Regions from separate parts of the Mus musculus genome. Here region 1 is linked to region 2. Evidence: chromatin contacts called from public promoter capture Hi-C data. All regions are on one chromosome and are shown on one strand. The core of a region is the stretch at or near the end of the contact, and the rest is flanking DNA. Distances in the headings are between cores, read along the strand shown. Region 1 holds the start of Bpnt1 (3'(2'), 5'-bisphosphate nucleotidase 1). Region 2 holds the start of Disp1 (dispatched RND transporter family member 1).

The links. Promoter capture Hi-C pulls out the DNA fragments that hold promoters and counts their contacts.
Region 1: a promoter capture Hi-C map of pre-B cells shows a contact between it and region 2, with 15 times the contacts expected there. The contact joins the promoter of Bpnt1 here to the promoter of Disp1 in region 2. A contact is called at or near these places in 2 of 39 promoter capture datasets (cranial neural crest and pre-B cells) and 1 of 115 datasets of contacts at active chromatin or transcription factors (astrocytes).

Annotation. Positions count from the first base shown.
Region 1 is chr1:185,330,317-185,335,138 of GRCm38.p6, forward strand. It overlaps Bpnt1 (3'(2'), 5'-bisphosphate nucleotidase 1), which reads left to right and starts at 1,843. Exons shown (of 9, transcript NM_011794.3): 1 at 1,843-1,947.
Region 2 is chr1:183,218,884-183,223,642 of GRCm38.p6, forward strand. Disp1 (dispatched RND transporter family member 1) reads right to left here and starts at 2,646. Exons shown (of 10, transcript NM_026866.3): 1 at 2,440-2,646.

The DNA.
Region 1 (4,822 bases), core at 593-3,092, 2.1 Mb after region 2:
AGCTGTCATCTCACAGCAGCATGAAGAAAACATTACCACCAAACTCTCCAGAACAACTAGCTGTATTCAATCAACTAGGCTGTTTTCTGGGAAACCCTATGAGAAGATATGTAGCTGGTCTGAGCTACTTTGTGGATTCTTTTCCCATGCTTTATTCTCCCAGTTTCATCCTCTACCTCTAGATAGGAGAAGAACAATGATAGAGGAGAGAAAAAGAGATACAGACCCCAATCTTATTTTCTCTGTGAGCACAACTATGCCACCCTGTCTCCACTCTTTAGCATTTATATACCATCTGAAAAGTTGATTTCAAATATCATACAATCACAGAAATTATCCACAGGTAGCAAAACCACGCCTCTGCTAGGGCAAGAGGCAAATCAGAGTCAGCAGCCGCTGTCATAGTTGGATGGTCTGAAGCAGCCCCATATCCCCGCATCTGGGATTCAAGCAAAAACATTTGTTTGTCTGTTTTTTTAAAAACAAACAAAAACAAAAAAAACAAAACTCCAGAATTCTCCCTACAAAGATACTGTGAGCTCATGAAAGAGGCATACTTCCCAGAGTGCCGGTGGACTCTGCATCTCAGTGGCTAAGCTAAATCCATGAGAGAGAATGTATCTGTCCGTATTTATGGCAATTGTTACGCCGTTACAATGTAACTACAAAAACTAATGTATGGACTGTTAAGTTTTTTGTTTTGTTTTGTTTTGTTTTGTTTTGTTTTTTGATTTATTTATGTGTATGAGTCTTTGCCTGGGTGTATTTATGTGCACCATTTGTGTGTCTGGTACCAGAGGAGGTCAGAAGAGGTTGTGGAGCACCATGGAACTAGAGGTTTGGATAGTTGTGAGCCTGTGCTGGGAACCAAACCCCAGTGCTCTGGAAGAACGTGTGCTCCAAACTGCCTGCTGAGCCATCCCACCAGCATCCAGTGTACGGCTTTAGAGGGTGTGTGTTGTAGACATTTTTACCACACCTGAAAGGTATGTCTAAATACAGAGTAAATGAAATAAACTAAAGAAGTCTTTCCCAGGGCTGGAGAGGTGGCTCAGCTGTTAAGAGCACTGACTCCTCTTCCAGAGATCCTGAGTTCAATTCCCAGCGACCACATGGTGGTTCACAACCATCTGTAATGGAATCAGATGCCCTCTTCTGGTCTGTCTGAAGATAGCTGCAGTGTACTCATATACATAAAATAAATAAATTAAAAAAAAAAAGTCTTTCCCAATCCTAGCGATATGTAAGTGGTGTGTGTGGACATTTCTCGCTGGGCTGGTGAGAATAGGAGTGTGTAGTACAGGAAAAGCTGAGGTAGGACTGCCAAGAATTCGAGGCCTGCCTGAATGATACCGTGTGTGTGTTTATATGAATGTATATGAATATATGCATGTATATGAACAAATATATATTAACAAATATATATGAACAAATAAGTTATGGTTTGCCTCTATTAACTAAGGTTTGAGAGTCGCAGAAAACACATAAAAACAAAATCTTTTTATTATTATCCTCATAAAATAACGGCATGAGAAATTTTTTAAGGGAAAAAAAAAAAGTGTTGCTTTTATCAAAAGAATCCCACAAAGGCAACTCACTAAAAACCAAAGGCAAGCCAGCGTGGTGGCACCTGTGCAGTCGCAGCTAAGTTAGGGGAGAAAACAAGCAAAAACTGTGGCGGTGACGCCAAGATGCCAGAAACCAGCACCCAGGAACGGCCTGGGAACTCAGGCTCTGACGACAAGTAGCGAAAACCTGCGCAGAACGCTCAGAAACGGGTTCCCCCGACAGCCGGGAGCGCGCGGGGACCTGTGTGCGCCTGCGCCGACCTCGCGCACGCGCAGCCGCTGTCCTTCTCACAGCATTGGACCAGTGGACTTGGAGGCAGCCGGTTCCCGGACAGCGAGCCACCAGGCCGGACAGCGCTTAGGGGACACCAGGCTGAGTGTAAGTTTCTCCCGCTGCAACGCAGAGGCTCAGGCGGCCCTGGTTTCTTGTTGTTCAGGTAACTGCCCACCCCTGGCACAGATTAGAGGAGTGCCAGGGGTTGTAATCCCAAACACTACACTGCTACACTGCTCGTCGTTCAGACGCTTCTAGAAGCTTGAGTGGCCACATGTGGTTGTCTATCTGGACCTTCTCTTTCATAGTGGAATAAACTACAGAGTTAAACTTGACTTTCGCATCCGTATTTAGAAACTTCAGAATAGCAAAGATCCTTTCAGTCGTCATTTCTTTGCATCAGTAGGCTGCTGTGATTTATTTAACCAGGAATAGAAGAGCTGCGTCGAACCCATGTATACATTTTGTTTTTGTTGGAGGGCTCCAGTAGGGACACGTTTCCTCGATCCCTGCAGACTGGGCAAACGATTTCGTGTGGCAACCTTAATCACTTCTCAGGCTGGAGGTTTGCATTTCGTTTAAATTCAGTAGACTGAGCATTTCGTGTATTTAGTGATAAGCACCTTTCTCTTTCTGGAAATGGCTTGTCAACTGTTCTTGCCCCAAACAAAACAGCCCAGTTGTTACTGGGGATACAGGACTTTCCTCTCCTGTTATATGGTATGAACTGGCTTTGCTTGTGGCATTTTGGACATGTAGAAGTTTTAATTTCTGTGTAAATGTGTTAATACACTTAGTTTTATGTTTTAATGGCCCTTTTCAAGTTTATAAAGCCATTCCTATACTTCTTGTAGTTTCTACCTTAATTTAAATCTACTAGACTGAGAGAGAAAACTGTTAGACTGGCTTCAAATCCAAGGTACATGTGCTTCCAGCCAGGACTTCCTGGAACATTAAACAACAACAACAAAACCCAGCATTGGCTGTGTGTGTGTGTGTGTGTGTGTGTGTGTGTGTGTGTACAGGTGCCACAGGTGTTTGGGTGGAGGATGGAGGGCTGCTTGCAGGAGTCAGTTCTCTCCTTTCACTGTATTTGAATTCAAGTTCTCAGGCTTAGCGGCAAGCACCTTTACCAGCGGAACCATTTTACCTGGAACGTATTTTAATAAGAATGTAAGAAAGATCCAACTGTTTTTGAAGCTCTACCAGTTGCTATTTGTGTGCGAGTGGCTTTCCTCCTTTTCCTTTCTTTTCTTTTTCCTCTCTCCTTTTTTCTTTTGAGACAGGATCTTGCGGTGTAGCCCACCTCAAATCCAGGATCTTCCTGTGTCTCGTCCCAAGGGCTAGGCAGTGTCATACATTCATCTGCTTCTTTCTTGGATTTAAAATACCACCCTTAGTAGTATGTTTGGATTCATTTCTGGAATTTTACTGAGAGATATTGTTAAGTTGGTAGTGTTTGCCTAGCATGCATGAGGTCCAGGGTTGTTCTATCTCCATATATGTATGTATATACATATACACACACACATATATATATTCGGCATATTTATATGAGTTTTTGGAATTGAGGATATATGTGTACATGCATGAGTGTTTGGAGAAAGTACCACACTCGGTAGCAAAGCTAGCCTGAATTTACTGTGTAACTAAAGTTAATGTGTTATTCCCAATCCTCCTGACTCAGCTACCCAGGTGCAGGGACCAGAAGCAAGGTCACCACGCCCAGCTGATTAGCTGATGATTGCGTTTGATAGCTGGTAATAAGGGGATCTCTATTAATTGTTCAGAATTTGCACCATCGTGCTCATTTCTATCTTTCCTAATACCTTGAACTTCAGCACTACTGATCCAGGTTCCAAAGATAAGTTATTTTAATGCTTTTGCTGGGAACACGTTGGACACGTCTGAATCCTAATCTGCATGCTCACCATCCTTATATGAATTAAAGATAAAGGACAAAAACAGGTGGTGGTGGTGGTGCTGCTGCTGCTGGTGGCGGTCTCCTCCTTCTCCTCACCCCTCTTCTTCCTCTTCCTCCTTCTACTGTGAGAAATTCTGGTCACTTGAGCTTTGCTGCTATTCTTTGTTTTTGTTTGCTTGCTTGTTTTTATTTTTTATTTTGACACAGGGTCTTACTGTGTGCACCTGGCTGGCCTGCTCTTGGCTTCTGGCCCAGGCTGTTCTCAGTCCTTTGCAGTCCTCCGCAGCCTCCTGTATGGTCAGATTACAGGCACACATCACCATTTTAGACTTGTGCTATTTTCTCTCCTTGAGAGTGGTTGGCAGGTATTATAAAGATTTCTCGGGAGCATGTAAATTAAGTTAATTGCCTTTTTATTTCGTATTTTTCATATTTCCTCTTACAGTGCTAACCTAGAATACAATGCAGAAGATGCTCTTTCCCATCAGTCACTGTGTCCCTCCTAGGGTGGGAACAGCCTTTGTGTCAGTTGCTTTCCTCACCAAGGAGTAAAAAATCCTCAGGGTGCGGGTGTTTATTATTTTGGCTCATGGTTTACTGGCATACAGGCCATCATGGTGGGAAAGACACCGTGTCTGGGACTCCATTCTTGGTGGTGGAAGCTTGCATGTGACTTTTTACACCTTGGTGAATCTGGAAGCAGAAAGCCTGAACAGAATGCAGAGAAATGGGGCAGGTGTCAGTGCTGGACCATAAAGAAACCTTAAGGCCCACTGTCCAGCTCTCCACTTCCTCTAACTAGGCCCACCCTCCTAAGGGTTCTACCCCAGTGTCCTAAAACAGCACCAGCACTTGGTGAGCAAGTATTTATTCAGACCCATGAGGCCGTGGGAGATAGTTACATGCAAACCATGATACTCTTCTAAAAGATACAAAGCCTTTTTTTTTGTTTGTTTTTTTTGAGACAGGATTTCTCTGTATAGCCCTGGCTGGCCTGGAACTCACTCTGTAGACGAGGCTGGCCTGGAACACAGAAATCTGCCTACCTCTGCCTCC
Region 2 (4,759 bases), core at 1,396-3,895:
GGGCTCTTTGGCTCACCAAACAACACAGGAAAAGGATATGTCTCTTAAATTGCAGTAACACCTGGAACTCCCAATAGCAATGAACATTTGGTAATAGAATAGAATGCTGTCCACTTCTTAAGTGGATACCTTGGTATATTTTATGCCAAGTGTAAAATATACACCACTAGCAAACTATACACAAATTTCCCTATAAAAATGATCAGCTCTTTCTCAATGACAAATACTCGCAGGATGCCTCCAGTTCTTCTCCTCTTGGCCTCGGCATGATGGACTGCACCCTTCTTAACGGGACTCTGCCGTCTGTGTGGAGGCTCTGAATGCCCTTTGAGTCACTGAGGCCTGAGTCATTGTGGTCACTATGAAAAAAAGAGACTAGTTCAGTGAGAGAGGGGGGGACAAAAGCTGAGCGTAAGAGAAGGATGGAGTCTGTGTCAGCCATGTTGTGTGCTGTGCTATCTCCTAGGCCAAAAAGCTGTGTTCCCCCGGAGCATCTAGTCCTCTGGGCTGGATCAAGTGGCCAGGAATGGCTCTCTAGCTAGGATAAGCAGGTAGCTGACAAAGTACTAGATAATAATAAAACTAATAGCCAAAAGACATGGAACCAACAAACTCAACTGGTTGACACATCGCTAATTGGTAACTACTCAAATGTGAATGCATGCATATGAAGGCTGTTTGCATGATCATGATCTGGGCAGTTCTTCCTCAACAGACATACATCATGCCGCAGAAATAAAAGGAAGGTGTGAGCCCATACACACAAACAACTAGCAACTCTCCGCAGCTAACCAAAAGTCCTCACGAACATAGCTGACTATGAAACACAGCTAAATTATACAGAATGCAAAGAATTTATCTAAAGGGGAAAGCTAAGCAATTATTCAATAATTTCCAGCAACAAATAAGCATTCCACTGATCTCCCAAATCCAAGGCAATCAGACTTCGGACAGGACTCTCAGCTCTACGGCTGGAAACCTGCCTCAGAAGGCAAGCAATTCTTCCCTTTCCAGATGAACACTTCCACCACCCATGAACTATAAAGGCTCACGTATTCTCAAGAGCTTTTTCTCTTATAAAAGTGAAGGGAATAGTGGCTGGGGGGGCTCACAGGTTTTAAATCAAGATTAGATAAAATCAAGCCTTATCAGATAAGCAACAAGTCTACCTCAAAAAACGAAATTAAAGGGCCTGGAGAGATGGTTCAGCCGTTATGAACACTGGCTGCTCTTCCAGAGGACCTCAGTTTGCTTCCTAGCACCCACATGGCAGGCAGCCCACAACTCTAGAGACAGGCACTGTGATGCCCTCTTCTGGTTTCTGAGAACAACAGGCCCACATGTGGTGCCCAGACATACATGCAGGCAATAACACCCATACACATAAAAACAAACAACTTAAAAAAGAAATGAAGAGATGCAAAAAGAAATCAACCCAACAGTTAGCCCCATGACTTCAGAAGACTGCCTTCAATGTCTTCATTAATATGTTAAAGCACTATGTTAGGTGCATCCTGCATTACATCAGCTGTGCCACCCAACAAACCGTTCTTATAATAACTTGTCTCACTGCAGCACAAATCTCAAGTAAGTCAGTGAGATACCGGGTTATGGATAAATGCACAGTGCTTTCTGGTTTGTTTGTATGTTTGTATTTGTTTCTTCAAGTAGTTCAGGTCAGACCACCAAGTAAGATGTAAGTTACCAGTACTGGCAAATACCGGGGGATAAAATTAAGATTGTAACTCTTGGGAAGGGAAACACTTGAAGCAATCAGTATACACCAGCCTCCATCAGTGACAGTACTCTGGCTTTGCCTAGTTATGCTCAGTGTGTGGCAAGAATCCAATCTATTTAACATCTAAAAATGTGTCACCCCATTGAGAAGCAAACAGTAAGTCATAAAGTGCAAACATGAAGGTGCAAGCTTTGTCCAGATACTTACAAGCTCACTCCACGACAAAGGAAGTGGGACAACCTGAACTCCGCAAGGTAGAGAAGAGTCTAAAATGAAAACTTCAGTGGGCTTGCTTGTCTGAATCAAAGACCTAAAGTCCTATTAGTCTGACAAAGCCTGAACGGGAGCTAAGTGAGTAAGAGTTCAGGTTTTCCCTACGAATGTTGGGTATTCCCCTCCGAAGACCACTGGAAGAGGGGAGAAGTCTTAAGAGAAAGAAAGCAATGTATTGCAAAGAAAGCAATGCTGAGCATGCAAGCCTTGGCTGCTCATCTCGCAGATGAGTTAGGTCAAGACGTCCTTCTCATCTTTAACCCCGAGGGTGAAAAGAGCTGCCTCTGGAGCGTCTCCCTGCAAGCCCCCCAAGGCCATCTCGGGCCACCTTCCCTACGAGCCTGGGGACGCGGACACACCCCCATGGAAGATGTCACCTCGGCCTCCTCAGCCCCTCGCAGCCACCCTCCGCCGCCAGCCGTCCTCACCCCGAGATCCCTGCTCTCCCGCCGCGCCGACTCCCGCGTGCCTCCTCGGCCTCCCCGGACCGCGGGGACGCAGCGCCGAGAAGCATCCACACCGACCACGGGCGTCCGGGACACTGAGGCTCCGAACTCTGCTCCAGCCGGAGCTCGCGGATCCTGGCCCGGAGCCGCGCTTCCGCCTGGCGCGGGCCGCGGTCGCCAGCGGGACCGGAAGTCCCGCCTCCGGCTATGGGCCCAGGCCTCCTGCTACTCAAAGCCGCTGCAGCTGGGCTGGGGTGCAGAGGCACATGCATCTCCTGTCTCCGTCTTAGCTGTCACTTAGCCAGTCTACAAATGCTGGGCCAGGTGTCCACTAGATGACTCTGAGACCGACCTCTGAGCCCACATTCTGGTTGAAAGTTGAGCTAAACAAAAGCAGTAGCTAATCAGACACCGCGAAGGACTATGTTTTATTTAATTCATTCAGACTGTTTCTTTTCTCCATCACTCATGAAACAAGAAAATGGTAGACGGAGAACCACACCTTGACACACTGTCTAGTTATCTTTAGCTCTTGTTTTTTGTTAAAACCTACTTTCATGTCAGGACTCTAAGGATAACTAAGAGGCATTGAAGTCAAGGCTGGGGACTCTTGTATCTCCTTATCCTTCACAATGTAGCAATTTTGAATAATTCTCTTTTTCTGCTTTTTACTATTAATTTGGGTCCTTTAATTGGCTTACTGAGGATAGGTGGCTGAACCTGGTGTGTTGGAGCACAGGCTGTAACCCTACAAGAAGCACAATTTGTTGTAACACAGCAGTGCTGTGGGAATGGTATGGTGTGTAGAGTTGAGCAAGAAGACGGACTATAAATAACAATTTCAGTTGAGACTGAATTAAAGAACAAATAAGAGTTAAAGTAGGCAAGGACATGCATAGCAGTATACCAGAAAGTAAGAGCCTGTCTTGTTCAGGCAACTGCATAGAAGTACAGTCAATTAAAGTCCAAGACCTCAAAGGCAAGAAAAAAACATAGACAAGACCAGATGTTGCTGTACTTTCGTAGTGGTTTGTAGATTTGGCCCCCCCAAAGATTCGTGTTTGAATGCATGGCCCACAGGGATTGATACTATTAGAAGATATGTCATTGTTAGAAAAGGTGTGGCCTTGTTGGAGGACATGTGTCACTGTAGGGGTGGGCTTTGAGGACTCCTAGTGCTCAAGCTCTGCCCAGGATGGAAGAAAGGCAAAATGCAGAACCCTCAGCTCCTTTACCAGCACCATGTCTGCCTGGCTGCTGCCATGTTTCCTGCCATGACGATAATGGACTGAACCTCTGAAACTCTAAGCCAGCCCCAATTAAATGTTTGCCTTGGTCCTAGTGTCTATTCACAGCAATGGAACCCTAACTAAGACAACTTTATACCAAATATTTTAGCTTCAAATTTCATACAACAGAGTCAATGGAGTCACCATTAGAATAGACAAAACAGCGGATCCTGGGGTTGCCCAGAGTGACTGTCCTAGCTAACAAAGAAAAGAAAAACCTGAGACTGGGCGTTTTAGCTCAATGATCATGGTATGTACCAACTCGCATGAGGCCCTGGGCTTGCTATCCAGCATCCTACAAACCTGGCATGGTGATGCAGGCGTGGAAATGTAACACTCAGGAGGAAGAGGCAAGAGCATCAGGGGTTGCAGGGCGTCCTCAACTCCATAGCCAGGGTGAGGCCAGCCTGGGACACGTGAGATAGAAAGGGAAGTACAGGAATCAGAGGAAGGGTGCTGAGGAAAATAAGAATCTGTAAGACGCCATGCGTAGAATGCAGTCTTCCCTCCAACAACCACACCCAAATGAAACACACTGAGTGGCTACTAACCCCGCCCCCAAGGCCCCAATCTCTGAGGTTGCCTCAACCAAGAGAGATGCCAAGCAAGTGAGGAACCAGGGAAGGGGAGGCTCCAGGGACAGCAGCGAGGGCTGTTGGTTCTGCTACTATTTTCTATTCACTAGTAGTTTCAAATATACTCTTGGCATAGCAAGCTCCCCCAGCCCCTTCCTTCTTGTTCCTTTTAAAACAAGATTTCACTATATAACGCAGTCTATCCTTGAACTCATGACCCACCCACTGCACCCTGGATCAAATATATACAGCTCCTCATCTCAGGAACTTTGAGTATGGCATAGGGGCACATAGAGAGAAGATGGCCGTTCAAACTGAGCCCCATGCATGGCAATGTCCTAAAAGAGAAAGCTATGAGCAAACGCCTCTGCCGAGGATCAAAGTTTCCTTTGATTCCCTCTGATTCCTTCACTTTCCTTCCTGTATCACGTGTCCCAG